Regions from separate parts of the Mus musculus genome. Here regions 1 and 2 are each linked to region 3. The links are chromatin contacts, called in public promoter capture Hi-C maps. All regions are on one chromosome and are shown on one strand. Each heading gives the region's core, a stretch centred on a gene start, on an enhancer-like site or on the middle of the called end of the contact. The rest is flanking DNA. Distances are from core to core; before and after follow the strand shown. Region 1 holds the start of Cttnbp2 (cortactin binding protein 2). Region 2 holds the start of Lsm8 (LSM8 homolog, U6 small nuclear RNA associated). Region 3 holds the start of Kcnd2 (potassium voltage-gated channel, Shal-related family, member 2).

Evidence for each region. Promoter capture Hi-C pulls out the DNA fragments that hold promoters and counts their contacts.
Region 1: a promoter capture Hi-C map of liver shows a contact between it and region 3, with 9 times the contacts expected there. The contact joins the promoter of Cttnbp2 here to the promoter of Kcnd2 in region 3. A contact is called at or near these places in 4 of 39 promoter capture datasets (cranial neural crest, frontonasal cranial neural crest, hippocampal neurons and 1 more).
Region 2: a contact with region 3 is called in a promoter capture Hi-C map of cranial neural crest. The contact joins the promoter of Lsm8 here to the promoter of Kcnd2 in region 3. A contact is called at or near these places in 4 of 39 promoter capture datasets (cranial neural crest, frontonasal cranial neural crest, hippocampal neurons and 1 more).

What each region holds. Positions count from the first base shown.
Region 1 is chr6:18,512,874-18,517,236 of GRCm38.p6, reverse strand. It overlaps Cttnbp2 (cortactin binding protein 2), which reads left to right and starts at 2,368. Exons shown (of 23, transcript NM_080285.2): 1 at 2,368-2,582. The coding sequence starts at 2,502.
Region 2 is chr6:18,846,114-18,850,594 of GRCm38.p6, reverse strand. It overlaps Lsm8 (LSM8 homolog, U6 small nuclear RNA associated), which reads right to left and starts at 1,960. Exons shown (of 4, transcript NM_133939.1): 1 at 1,832-1,960; 2 at 929-969. The coding sequence starts at 1,862.
Region 3 is chr6:21,213,617-21,217,942 of GRCm38.p6, reverse strand. It overlaps Kcnd2 (potassium voltage-gated channel, Shal-related family, member 2), which reads right to left and starts at 2,597. Exons shown (of 6, transcript NM_019697.4): 1 at 530-2,597. The coding sequence starts at 1,644.

The DNA.
Region 1 (4,363 bases), core at 1,119-3,618, 2.7 Mb after region 3:
CACCCACCCACCCTCTTCTGGTTCCAGCTTCTTTCTTCTACCTGCCTGCCTTTCAGAATTTTTCATTCTGTCCCTGGAGTGTCTTTCAAGGTTATGATTACTGAGCAGTTTAATCAAGTGTCAAAAGAGTTGTATTCTGGAGTGACCAAGTCATTGTCCTTTCAGATCTGTTTGCTTTAACTGCAATAGAGACTGGCTTTGGGTAGAAGGAGTTAATTTACAATAGCCTTGGAAGCTACTGGGAGCTATGGAGAGAAATTAAAGCAAGTGTCCTCCAGTAGAGAGGCAGCTCCAGGCCAGACCACTGGAGTGGGAGTTAACCCCTCCTCCTTTGCTGCAACTGCAGGATGTTCAGTCAGTTCATAGCAATGACAGTTTTAGGATAGAAGCAAAGGCTTCTCTTTCCCATATCCTGGGTTTTGACAGTTAAAACATGTGCTCTACTTTGGTTTTTATGCCTGTAGGGTTTTTTTTTTCCATTTACATACATACACATAAGCAAGAGGGGGAAAAATACAGGAATTGACTCCTTTTTTTGACACGTATCTGTTTGGGTTTTATTTAGAATGAAACCAAGCTGTTTCTTTCCAATGATGCAGTTAAATTTTTAACGTTATTATAAAATATCTTCAAATAAATGAGGCATTTAAAAATTGAGCTGCAAGCCTAAGAACATATCTACTTCCGAGCAATAAGGGGTTTTAGATACCTCTCCTTAATTCCTAAATGAAATATATTATTTTTTTCCTCCTGCCTCTCCTTAGAAGTATGCCAGGTAATTTTTAGAGTAATAATTCAGCATCGGTATTAAGAAAACTAATGTACAAAAACAATTTTTTAAAAATAAAAACAAAATCAGGAAATATCCTTGCTTTTAATCTTAACTATTTACGATCAGTTCAAAATCTTTTACAGTCACGTGCTTTCCTTTCGCCTTAGAAGTCTAGATAGTCTCATATTGGGTAATTTCAAGAGAGCAGTTGACTAAATGAAAGCAAGTGGTGTGATGACCAAGACAGAGTACAAGCCACAGGCAGAGGAAATCAGCCAACAGTAAACAAAGGAAACTCTGTGCCTGGGTAACTTGCAGGTGGTTCCTAAGCTCTGACCCTTAACCTCGGGGCTCCAGGTGTGTTTCCTGGACTGCTCTTTCTAGGGGGAACTTTCTAGATTTTGTTGACCGATTCCTTTCAACGTCTTTGTAGAAAATATTTTCTTTGATTTCTGACAATATTCGGATCCAGTTCGGAAAATGAACAGTTAAGGTGTCAGGTCCTGTCAATGAGAGCAGGCTGGGATCTTGTTGTTTAGTCATTTTGTTTGTTTGTTTGTTTGCTTGCTTGCTTGCTTGTTTTCAAGGCTATACTCCATGTACTGAACATTCCAGTCACCCACCTTCCAGAATATCAAGCGTGGGATTGGATGGTGCGTTGATTTGGCTTCAGGGAGACAGAGTTTGAATGCCTCCATTTGATTATGTGCTTTCAATGAACAAAATTTAAAAAAAAAAAAAATGTTAGAGATCTGGAGATTTGGGGAGGTCTTTGCCATAAGGTCTCAATAAGGTGATAGATTTTCAGATTCTGGGACTTGGCAGGAAAGGATGAGAACAGAATTAGAGGCAGGAGAAGAGGAGATTAATTGCTTGGGCCTAACTCATTCATATAAACTCCAGCCATGCATTTCCATATGATCATTTTTGACAAAGGTCTGTGTGTGTATCCTTGTGTTCTCATCTGTACGAAAGAAACTCCTGTTCTCTCAAAAGTAGTAAGACATTACTGGATACCTGGTGGTTTTTCAGAACAGACCTCAGGCTTGGGGCGGGTGGTGGTGGGAGATTCCACCTTCTTTGAAAAGAAACCCGAGCAGATAGGTACCTGCGGAGGAAGGGCGCTAAAAACAGCTGGACAGGGACTTTTAGCTGTGAGTTCAGACTTTCAGTTGATGGTTTGAGAGAGAACTAGCATCGAAGATGCGATAAAACAAAGCCGGGTGTACAAACCAAGAGGATAGACGTGTCCAGGCGACAGGGGCTGGCAAATATTAAGGAAGGCACCTCATTGGAGCTAGTGGAAGTGAGGGACAGTTGCTCAATTTTAGATTTATTTCACATCCAGGAGTCTGGCCTCCAGATCGGCTTGTGCCCCACTGTCTAAGCAAAGATTTTGGCCAGCCCGTCGCCTCGAGGGAGGAAGCTTGCTTTCTTTTGCATCCCCCGGTGTTTGGTCCCCTCGACACCAGCGCGAGGCCGCGCATCTCTGGTGCTGGTTCTTGGTCCCGTGGGAGCGACTGGGCTAGCGGGTGGGCGGGGCGCCGCGTCTCCAGCGCGCACAGGGTTAAGCGGCAGGGGCGGCGCGGAGAGGCGGGAGGGGGCGGCCGAGCTCCCGGGCTGAGAGCGCGGCGGCCACAGCCAGCAGCGGGTTAAGTACCGCCCGCGCCGAGAGAGCTGAACCCCGCCGCCGCTCCGAGCTCGCATTCGGATCCGCTAGAGCAGGAAGATGGCGACGGACAGCGCGAGCTGCGAGCCCGACTTGTCCCGCACCCCGGGTGACACGGAGGGGGCCACGGCGGAGGCGGCGGTAACCGAGTTCCCTGGGCGCGGGGAACCGCGTAGACGCGGGCTGGGGTTGGTGCCAGGGTCCCCACTGGACACTCCCCTAGGGGTGCCCGGTCCTTTCCTGGGATGCCTTGTCTTTCTCTAGGGTGCTCCTTTAACTCCCCGAGGTCTCCCTTCCCAAGGGTTTCCCTTCCTTCTCCAGGATATCCCCTCTCTCCTGTTCCTCTTCCCTTGATTACCCATTCCTTCCCCGGGGTGTGCCCTTCGTGTGTCCCTTCCCCGTAGTGTCCCCAGGGCCAGAAGCGGGCTCAAGTGGGGAAACGCCAGCCCCCACCCCCGGGTACTAGGGGCCTGTCGGTCCTTCTGGACACCACACGCGTCCCTGGTGACCCCTTTGCTCACTCGCGGGGTATCTCAGTCTCCATTGTTCACCTCTCCGGGGTGCGGAGCGAACGCCAGTCTCGGGGTGCCTGACACCTCTCAGGGGACCTGGGGTAGCAGAGGCGGGAAGGTGAACCATCGCTAGGCAGGTGTGGGGATGCTCTTTGTGTGTGTGTGTGGGGGGGGGGGGGGCTCATGTGTCTTGGGGAGACTGGTGAGAGAGGCCCCGTAGCGCCTGCACTTTGGGTACTAGCTGACTGCCACTCGCTCAGTCATCTGTAGGGACCTTCTTCCCTAGCTAAAGCGGGATTGAACTGGGTTTTCTGAACCCGGTGTCAAAACATTGTTCCCTTTCCCTGGCGCCTTGACTTGCTTAGGCTCGTACCTGCTCCCTTCTTTGATACTCTAAATGTCTGCATGCACAGACATTCTCTTCTTACCCTGCTGTGGGGTCTTGACCCACAAAGCCAGGTTGGAAAATATTTGCAGGTTGAGGAAGCAGCTCTTGCTAAAGCTGCAAAGACCTGCAAAGAAAGACAGGTCTGGGAGCGCCTCCCACTCTTGGCCAAATCCAACAGCTCTTTTGGAGGAGTGGGACTGAGTGAGCTGAGTATCGCATGGACAACCCCTCAGTGTCTTCCACCTCCAGATCCAAATCCGGGTCTGGGCAGCAGAGGGCAGGAACAGATGTAAACAACCTGAGCTGTTGAATTTCCTCCCACCTCTGGCTTGGAACGAAAAAAAAAAAAAAAAAAAAAAGATGTGGAGGAAGGTACTTGGGTTGATAGCTGCAAAAGGCAGAACACGAGAGGAGGGGAGGGGAAGGGGCACCACTAATCCCCATCGTGAAAGTGGAAGAATCTGGGCTTGGGGAGCTTTTGGGGGAAATTGAGTTTTCCATTCTTTGCTAATAAGAACTTTAAAGATATTTCAAATGAAGCCTTTCCCTTGTGAGCTACTTTCTTTCGGTGACAAGGGAGAAAGGGTCTATTAAAACAAGTCCCTCTGGGAGTTGAAATTATGGACTGTCCTGTTCTCCATGAGGAGGAGGGGGGAAGTGGAGGTGTGGGAGAACTCTATTCTTCTCCCCCAGGAAGGTGGATAGTTTGTTTAATCTACTTAGAAAACACCCCTTTGTGCCCGCAAGATATTTCAAGCACAAGATAAACCAACTCCAGCATGTGCTTTGTGATGTGTGATGTATAGGACTATAAACAAAACTGCATTGTCAGGAAGACTTTTGTTCCAACAAGGTCAGTGTTCCCTGTCAAGTGGTTAGAAATGTCAGGAGCCTAACTCAAATGCGGATAAATTAGCAGCTGGATTTTTTGATTCTTATTAAGTCAAGAAAAAAAAAATCTGGAAAGAACCTTCTTCATGATTCCCAAGGGATCCTGTAGGCTTCCAGCCTGCAATAACAGT
Region 2 (4,481 bases), core at 711-3,210, 2.4 Mb after region 3:
CGACTTTGTGATAAGATAGAACTAATCAATGTCAATACTTTTGTTCCGCTTTCCCTCTGTAAACCTTTTGTAACAGAAACAAGATATTTAAACATGAGGCTTAGTGGTAATTCTTCACAAGGCTGTATGTCAGACTAAATAACACACAAGATACTTAGCACATGATATGCATTTAGTCTTTGTCACTTTGACTGGTATGGCCTATGAAAAACAATAAAAGGATTAATAAAATTAAGGAGCTCTGATGGCTCAGTGGTTAAGAGTACATACTGATCTCCAAAGCACCCATACATTGTGGCTCACAAAGACCTGCAACTCTAGTTCTTCTGGCCTTCTTGTGTAGTGTACCCCCACACATACAGCAGATATTCACACAAACATACATGAACAAACATGAGCAAAAATAAATCTTAAAAAAAAAATCACAGAATGGGATAACATGGGATTAAATTTCATACAGGAAATATTTCAATCAAAGATGATAGACAAGGCAATGGTCCCAAAGATTGTACCACCAGTGAAGTCATAGCTAACTTGAAGTTTCCAAAACCATTTATTATTTTTGGAAGAACAATGAAATCACTGAAGACACACTTCTCAGATTAAATCACCTCGTCGATAAGCAATTTATTGGGGCATACACATAATATGTAAATCGTTTAAGGTCTCTAATGGCATAAGGAAGAGACACAAGAAGAAAACCAATCAGCTATTGCACAGCTCTCCATTTCAGATCAGAGGCCTTCAAGGTTGATTAGAGAATCTGTACAGGTAGCCAAGAGACTAAGGTTAAATGGATGAATCAATGGGTGAATCATAAGAGCAGTGAACTAGGTGTGCTGTGGTGCCTGAACACTAGGCCAGAAATGTTACCTCAAATTTGCAATCAATAAGCCTAAGGAAAGAGAAAAACGGAAATGTCACTCACCACAATCATTCTGCCATCAGAAGTAATAACAGCCACAGTCCCTGAGAACCGAGTCAAGGAACGTATTTCTTAAAGAATACAACCTGAAAACTTTCAGCCTGGAAAGAGTTCCAATTACTTAAAAAGGAAAGAAGAGACAGAATCAAGATTCCACACTGCCACTGCTCTTGAGGGAGAAAACTGAAGTTTTTAAACTTGTTTCAATTGTACCTCGAAAACAGTTCATCACATGGGAGAAGGGTATGTGACCGCTTGACTCTGGTTTAAACAGCAGTGTTTCCAACCTATGACACTGAGTCAGGCAGACTCATTTCTTAAGCTTTAAAATAAAAACTAGGTGAGTGCTAATTAATGTTGAATTACTTTATGCAAGTAAAGGACCTTCTCATCCAAGACTCTGTCATAATTAATGCCATCAAGTACCAATAATTCTTGTATCATTAAAAGCTCTCTGTATTTAACTATGTGTCTTAGGTTTTGCCCCGACTTTAGAACAGCAATTCTAACTTAAAAAATTCAACCGGGCTTTTAAAAGCTACTCGCCACTCTCTAAACACCATGACAAGATTTCAAGCAGAGGTATGGGACCTGAAGCCCAAATCTGAGAAGCATCTATCTGTTGTATGCTATCTCTGCTTGGGGGACCTGCAAACGCAGAGTTCTTAGGAAAACAGTGCATCTTATTCCGGATGTTGGGACACACGATCAAAGGCCGTGTGCAGAGAAGTTCGAACTACACCGAGATCTGTGCTGTGGGTGCAAAAAGCCCCGAGGCCGGCCGGGAGCTCCCTCCACGAACCCCGACCCCGGGTCCTCCGCCCACCGCCCACCACTCCGGGCCTCCCGTGCTCCCTCCCGCCCCCGCCGCCGCCTGAGCGGTCGCAGCAGCCCGCCGGAGGATACGGTTGATGTAGTTCTCCAAAGCAGACGTCATGCTGCTGGGCCCGGAGGTCCCGGGAATCTGCGAGGGCTCGGCAACGAGGAGACAAAACACCGCCCGACAGAAACCCGGACAGCTTCGCGCCCGCTGGCGAACGCAAAGACCGCGAGACTCTGAGGCCTCAGCGGCGACGAATCAGGGACGGAAAGGAGCCGGCCAAACAGGAAGCCGGGCGGGGCTGACTAGTGGGCATGCGCAGTGTGTTTCCGCCGGGCTTCTGGGCGGCGCTCGCACGCCGAGACCAAGGCGGGGACAGGCAGTTTATGGAGAGGTCACTGAAGGTGGGCTGGAAGGAGAGCCTGGAAGGAGGCTCTAGCGGACGGGAAGACACTGTGGTAGTTACTAAAGGTAGTGTGGGAAGACACTTTCTGCCGGAAGACACACGACATGAAGATGGTAGCATTGGCTACTGAAGGAGAGAGATTCTTTGTTCTCATAGGCGACATAGATGCAGGGTGGAGGGAGTTCTAGCTTTCTCACGCGTGAGCCAGAAAAGTTTAAAAAGCCAAATAGCCCAGTACAAAGGGAGCATATTGTAGCTCCATGATGTGCATTTTCGGAGAATCCAACTGTATACAGAATGTTAGTGTTGAAGAATGAAAAATTACTGGCCTCTTGTAAGAACATGAACTTTTTACCTCGGAGCCCACCCCCTCCCATCTAGAAAACATTTTTGAGATAAAGGCTTCCTGGAACAACCTCAAAATGAACCAGGTACTCCTTAGTTACGTAGGTTCCTTGATAGGACATGACTCCTTAGTTACATAGATTCCTTTGGCAGAACTCCCTAGTGATGTAAACTTGTACTTTCCCTGCCCAGTTCTCCCCCTTTGAGTTTTACTATATAAGCCTGTGAAAAATTTTGGCTGACCGTCGAGACTCCTCTACCCTGTGCAAAGGTGTATGAGTTTCGACCCCAGAGCTCTGTGTGCTTTCTGTTGCTGCTTTATTTCGACCCCAGAGCTCTGGTCTGTGTGCTTTCATGTTGTTGCTACTTTATTAAATCTTACCTTCTACATTTTATGTATGGTCTCAGTGTCTTCTTGGGTACGCGGCTGTCCCGGGACTTAAGTGTCTGAGGGAGGGTCTCCCTTCGAGGGTCTTTCATTTGGTGCATTGGCCGGGAAACAGCGCGACCACCCAGAGGTCCTAGACCCACTTAGAGGTAAGATTCTTTGTTCTGCTTTGGTCTGATGTCTGTGTTCTGATGTCTGTGTTCTGTTTCTAAGTTTGGTGCGATCGCAGTTTCAGTTTTGCGGATGCTCAGTGAGACCGCACTCCGAGAGGGAGTGCGGGGTGGATAAGGATAGACGTGTCCAGGTGTCCACCGTCCGTTCACCCTGGGAGACGTCCTAGGAGGAACAGGGGAGGATCAGGGACGCCTGGTGGACCCCTCTGAAGGCCAAGAGACCATTTGGGGTTGCGAGATCGTGGGTTCGAGTCCCACCTCGTGCCCAGTTGCGAGATCGTGGGTTCGAGTCCCACCTCGTGTTTTGTTGCGAGATCGTGGGTTTGAGTCCCACCTCGCACCTTGTTGCGAGACCGTGGGTTCGAGTCCCACCTCGCGTCTGGTCACGGGATCGTGGGTTCGAGTCCCACCTCGTGCAGAGGGTCTCAATTGGCCGGCCTTGGAGAGGCCATCTGATTCTTCTGGTTTCTTTTTTTTTGTCTTAGTCTCGTGTCCGCTCTTGTTGTGACTACTGTTTTTCTAGAAATGGGACAATCTGTGTTCACTCCCCTTTCTCTGACTCTGGAGCATTGGAAGGAGGTGCGGGTCAGAGCCCACAACCAGTCGGTGGAGGTCAGAAAGGGTCAGTGGCAGACCTTTTGCGCCTCCGAGTGGCCAACGTTTGGAGTAGGCTGGCCACCTAAGGGTGCTTTTGACTTGTCACTAATCGCCGCCGTCAGGCAAATTGTTTTTCAGGAGGAAGGGAGTCGATGTGGAATCCGACCCCGTCAGGAAATAGCGTTTGGCTTGGCTGGTTGTACAAGTCCAGGCGTGGACGAGTGTGCTTAGAGATACTGGTGTCTTCTTTTTCTCTGTTGCTATCTTGTTTTTGTTTGTGGTTTTTGTCATGAGACACAGACACTGTACGTCAGAGGTAAAGTGAGATCCCTCCCTGTCTGTATGTCTGTGTGTCTGTGTGTCTTGTTCACTTGTGTGTCCTCCATTGGACCACCTTCTGATTCTGTTTTGTTTTTGGTTTGTCTGGTTTCAGGTCTGGTCTTGGTCCCAAGGAGTTGACTGATTATCTTGGTTTGGTTTTAGGCCGGTCTCAGGTTCTGGGGCCTTCCCATGGAGACAGGTCCATTTGGATTGGTCATAGTGACAGTAAGCTTCTCTGGAAATCGCATGTAAGATGCCCTGTATTGGTCTTGCTTGTGTTTGTCATTTCTGTGGTACTGTGATTCTATAGTGGTTGCCTGAAAAACGGTTTCTGTGTGTGTCTTGTGTGTCTCTTTGTGTTCGGACTTGGACTGATGACTGACGACTGTTTTTTAGTTATGCCTTCTGAAATAAGCCTAAAAATCCTGTCAGATCCCTATGCTGACCACTTCCTTTCAGATCAACAGCTGCCCTGCCTCCCACTCCAACTCCAGAGAGCAGCCAGC
Region 3 (4,326 bases), core at 1,348-3,847:
GTGTAGTTGATGAACCATCTGCAGACTCTTTGACTGATGGGACCCATAGCTTCAGAAAACTCTAGTGATGACAGTCATATGTTTCTTTAAAAAAAAGAGACAAGCCTGGACTTCCAAACATTATATTTTGTATAGTTGACCTGTTTCCAATCTGATATTCTAAGTATAACCCATTACTCATAATGAAAATCTATAATTTATATAATGATATAAAATTAGACAAGGCTCTTAGGTTGAAAGACATACCATCCACATCTATTAATTAGTCTATTAAGTCTATATTTGTCATTTTATGGTATCAGTAATTAATATTTGCCTATAACTCCCAAGTAATTTCAATCGTTTTTGTCATACCCATTTCACAGATCAAAATTATTTGTTTGTTTCCAAACTTTTAAAATAGTGCTTTCTTAAATCCATTCAGAGGAAAAAAAATGTAGTCACTCTAAAGCATCAGGAAGCCTTAAGAGATTCATAATCAACACAACCCATGTCCAATCACCATCCCGTTTTCTACAAAGGCACCTACCCCAGTGTTGTCATGGTGACGATGGTGTACCAGAAGGCTGCCGGGATGCTGGTGAACTTGCTTGCTGAAGAGCCCTTCTCTGCGTAGAACATAACGGTAGCGAAAATGATGATAGCCATTGTGAGAGAAAAGAGCAAGAAGCCCAGTTCTGATGCACAGCTCTTCAGGGTGTACCCCAGTATACGCAGCCCTTGAGAGTGGCGGGAAAACTTAAAGATCCTGAAGACTCGAAAGACTCGGAGTGTGACAAAGGCTCCACTGACATCCTCATTGTCTGTCATCACCAGCCCAATGTAATAGGGTAGGATGGCCACCACGTCGATGATACTCATGACACTGCGCACGAAACGGTAACGACTAGGTGCTGCGGCCAGGCGAAGCAAGTACTCAACTGTGAAGATCATGACACAGGCGGTATCCAAGCAGAAGAAGGCCACCGCATACCTCTCCCCACAAGGCAGTTCTTTTATGTGGCCTGGGCTAGACCCACATGGAACTGTTTCCACCACATTCGCGATGACTGAGACGGCAATGAAGAACCCAGTCACATAGTAGAACACCAGGGCCATGGTGCTGGTGTGGGGATTCTCAAAGGCCCGCCAGACCCTCTGCCTAGCAGTCATGGTGGGCAGCGCACTCTCTCCTGTATTGTCAGTGTCTGCATCATCCTGGAGGCGCTCAGCATTCTCCCGCCTGCGGTCCTTGTACTCCTCATAACAGCAGTCGCCAATAATTTCTGGGATGAGGCCAAAGAAGGCCAGTTCTTCATCATAAGCCGAGATGCACTCATGGCGGGGATAGTGAAGCTTCCCCGTGCGGTAGAAGTTGAGGATGTGGCGGAAGATGTCCGGGTCACGGTCAAAGAAGTATTGTTGGGTCTCTGGGTGGTAGAAAAAGTCTCTCTCAGAACTACCCAGCAGAGTGTCTGGGTATCGTTCCAGGGTGTCTTGCCATGTCTGGAAACGGGTGCCACTCACGTTCAGCACTATCAGAGCGTCCTGAGTCCTTTTTCTCTCCTGTCTTGGGGGCGCAGGCATAGGCCCCGAAGCAACAGGCATCCACCCAATGGCGGCTGCCCTGGCAAAGGGCAGCCATGCTGCAACACCGGCTGCCATGTTGTCTGGAAGTGGAGGTCACGAGAGTGAGCAGGGGGGTCACCCAAAATAACACAATGAAAGTAAGAAAGTGCCCCCCACTTCTTCACCTCAGGCAAAACACTGGGGGGACACTGCTCACAGGAACACGATTATTCCAAGGTGGCGCAGGTCAAGTCACAGTACTCAAGAAGGTCAGGTTTCCCTCACAGAAGTATTTGGAATACTAAGAAAAAAAAAATACAGTGACCTAAAAATCTCTCTCCATAAAGCCTAAACAAATCTCTGCCAACAGTTGGACCAGGGCAGGTCCTGGCACATGTAAACGTACAGGTGACTTCGGAGACAGCCTGGCTTCAAACAGGTGTCTTCGCTTCTCCCCTGATACAGTCTGGTAGATATGGGGTCGGTATATAGAGCAGGAGAGAGGAAACAGGGAAAGTCAACCAGTCAGTGGTAGTCTCTTAAAAGAAAGAACCCTTTCACCTTCCCCTTTTGCTGAAGTGGTCCTTCCCGCCAAAGGCGTCTCAAAAAGACGACCTGTTGTTGTAGCTCCGGAGATGCGGTCACAGCCGCTGTCCCGCGTCCCTTGGAGTCCGCTGGCCGCCTGTACTCACGCTGCGCTTGCAGAGATGGAGGTGAAGTGCAGGGCTCGCGGCGGGGGGCGTCGGTCTAGAGCTCTTTCTCCCCCCCACAACGACGACTGACACCCTCTGCGCTAGCCGAGAGCGTTTGCCCGATGGGCCCTTTCACTCTCTGTTCAAGTTCAGCTCAGGTGCAGTGTGACAGTTATAGAGCCTGGGAGCTGGCAGCCGCCGCCGCCGTGGCGGCAGCAGCATCTGCCTCCGCGCAGAACGCGCCTCGCCCGCGGTACATACCTGGCAAAGTGCGCACCGGGGCTGAGTTGCATAGAGACTTTGCTGTCGCCTTGTACCCGGAAAGGGAAAGGCAGAGCCAGCGGCTCCCGAGCAGCCAGATCCCAGGCTCCCGGGGAGCATAAATAAAGCTCTGGCGAGCTCTCCGTCCCCTTCCCCCACCCTCCGTGCCTCCCTCCTCCTTGTCACCTTCCCAAAAGCCAGGCGCAGGCGAGCAGAGCCAACAGCAACAAGTTCAAAAAGGTGCGGGGGAGGCGAGCCGCCCAGGCCACTCGCTCCTGCCAACTTACTGCGCGGCCGGCGTCCCCGGGGTCGGGGCGCTGCGGGGCTGCGGGGCGCCGGGACTGCGGGGTTGCGGGGCTGCGGGGCGGGCGGTGGCGGCGTGGGGCCGGGACCGAGGCGGGAGCGGGCTGGCGTCCGGGCGCGGAGGCAGGAGGCGCTCGGCGGCGCGGGGGCGCGAGAGGGCCGCTCGCTGCTTCCCCGCCAGTGGGTGGTCCCGCATCTCCCCCGAGCACCGCGCGCAGCTCTGCCGGTGCGATCGATAAATAAGCTGGGAAGAGAGCGAGAGCCGCACGCAAGCCCCGCCACGCAGGTTAGGCAAAGGCGTCTCCTGCCTTTCCCTCGCCTTGACCTTTCTCCGCCCCCGCCCCCTCGGGCTCCTCTCGCTCCACCCTAGCCACCCACCAGCCTCGACGCCAAATGTCACCAAGCGAGAGCATCCAGGTGGTTCTACCCCGGGGATGAGCGAGCCTTGGATGAACAAAGGGAAGCTTCAAGGCACTCGGCCGCGGCTGTTTGATGGAAGAGAGGAGGAAGGGGACCGGTGGCTTACTGCTGCCTCCGGAGCCCCGGTTCCAGATGAGCGTGGGAAAGGGGGGCAAGGAAAAAAAAAAGATTCGAGAAAAGCTGGAAAGGAGGGTGAACAGAGCGGAACGCGAAGGAATTGGTTGCCTTTGGGGGGCGACTGGGTCGCAGAACCTGCAAAGCTCCGCGACAGAATTTTTAAGTGACTCTCCCACGTTCCTTTATTTATTTTTTTAAATTATGTATGTTCAAAACAGATATTAATGTTACTAAGGCTAATATATTACCCGTCCAACTTGCTGGAAAAGTCACACAAATCTCCTCTGGTTAGGTCTTGCCACAACTCCTTTCCCCCTGTCCTTTGCAAATGACAGGAGAATTTAGACCCTTTTCTAAATGTCAGTGTGCAGGGGCGTGAGTCTCTTAGAGTGTGTGTCTCTTCATGCCCTTTGCGCATCCCTGCCCATATCTAAAATGACCGAAGAAAGAAAAGGTGCCCGGGTGAAGGGTGAGTGATGTGAGGAGAGACAGGAAAATTGTAGTGGCCAACCGATTTTGGTCTTCGTGTACCCCGCCCCCAGTCATTAAGTGTCTTCCTTAAAACCAAGCTTTTAACAACCATGGCCACTAGATGGCGGGAGTGGCGAGAAGTTAAATTTACATCCAAGGTTGCCGCTTTAGAAAGGCAAAGGATCAGAAAAATTTACTGATTCAACAGAGAATCTGATCACGTAAACATCTTTAAATTTCCTGCGACCACCCACCTTTTCAGTGTTTATATGTCACGCGTTGTTCAGGCTTCAGACTGCATTCTGATGGACATGGAATATGATGTACAGAGTTTCCTATTGAAATGTCTTTGAAAAATTACATGTGAAGTACCAAAGCATGATCAACAAAACCATTAAGACCATTGAAAAGTGGAGTTCACTAGAAAGAGCAGACTGACTTCTACATAAAAATTTATTATTCAAGGCTTTGTCTTTTGTTTAGAAGGAAAGTGGGTTGTGATTTGCTGTAAAGA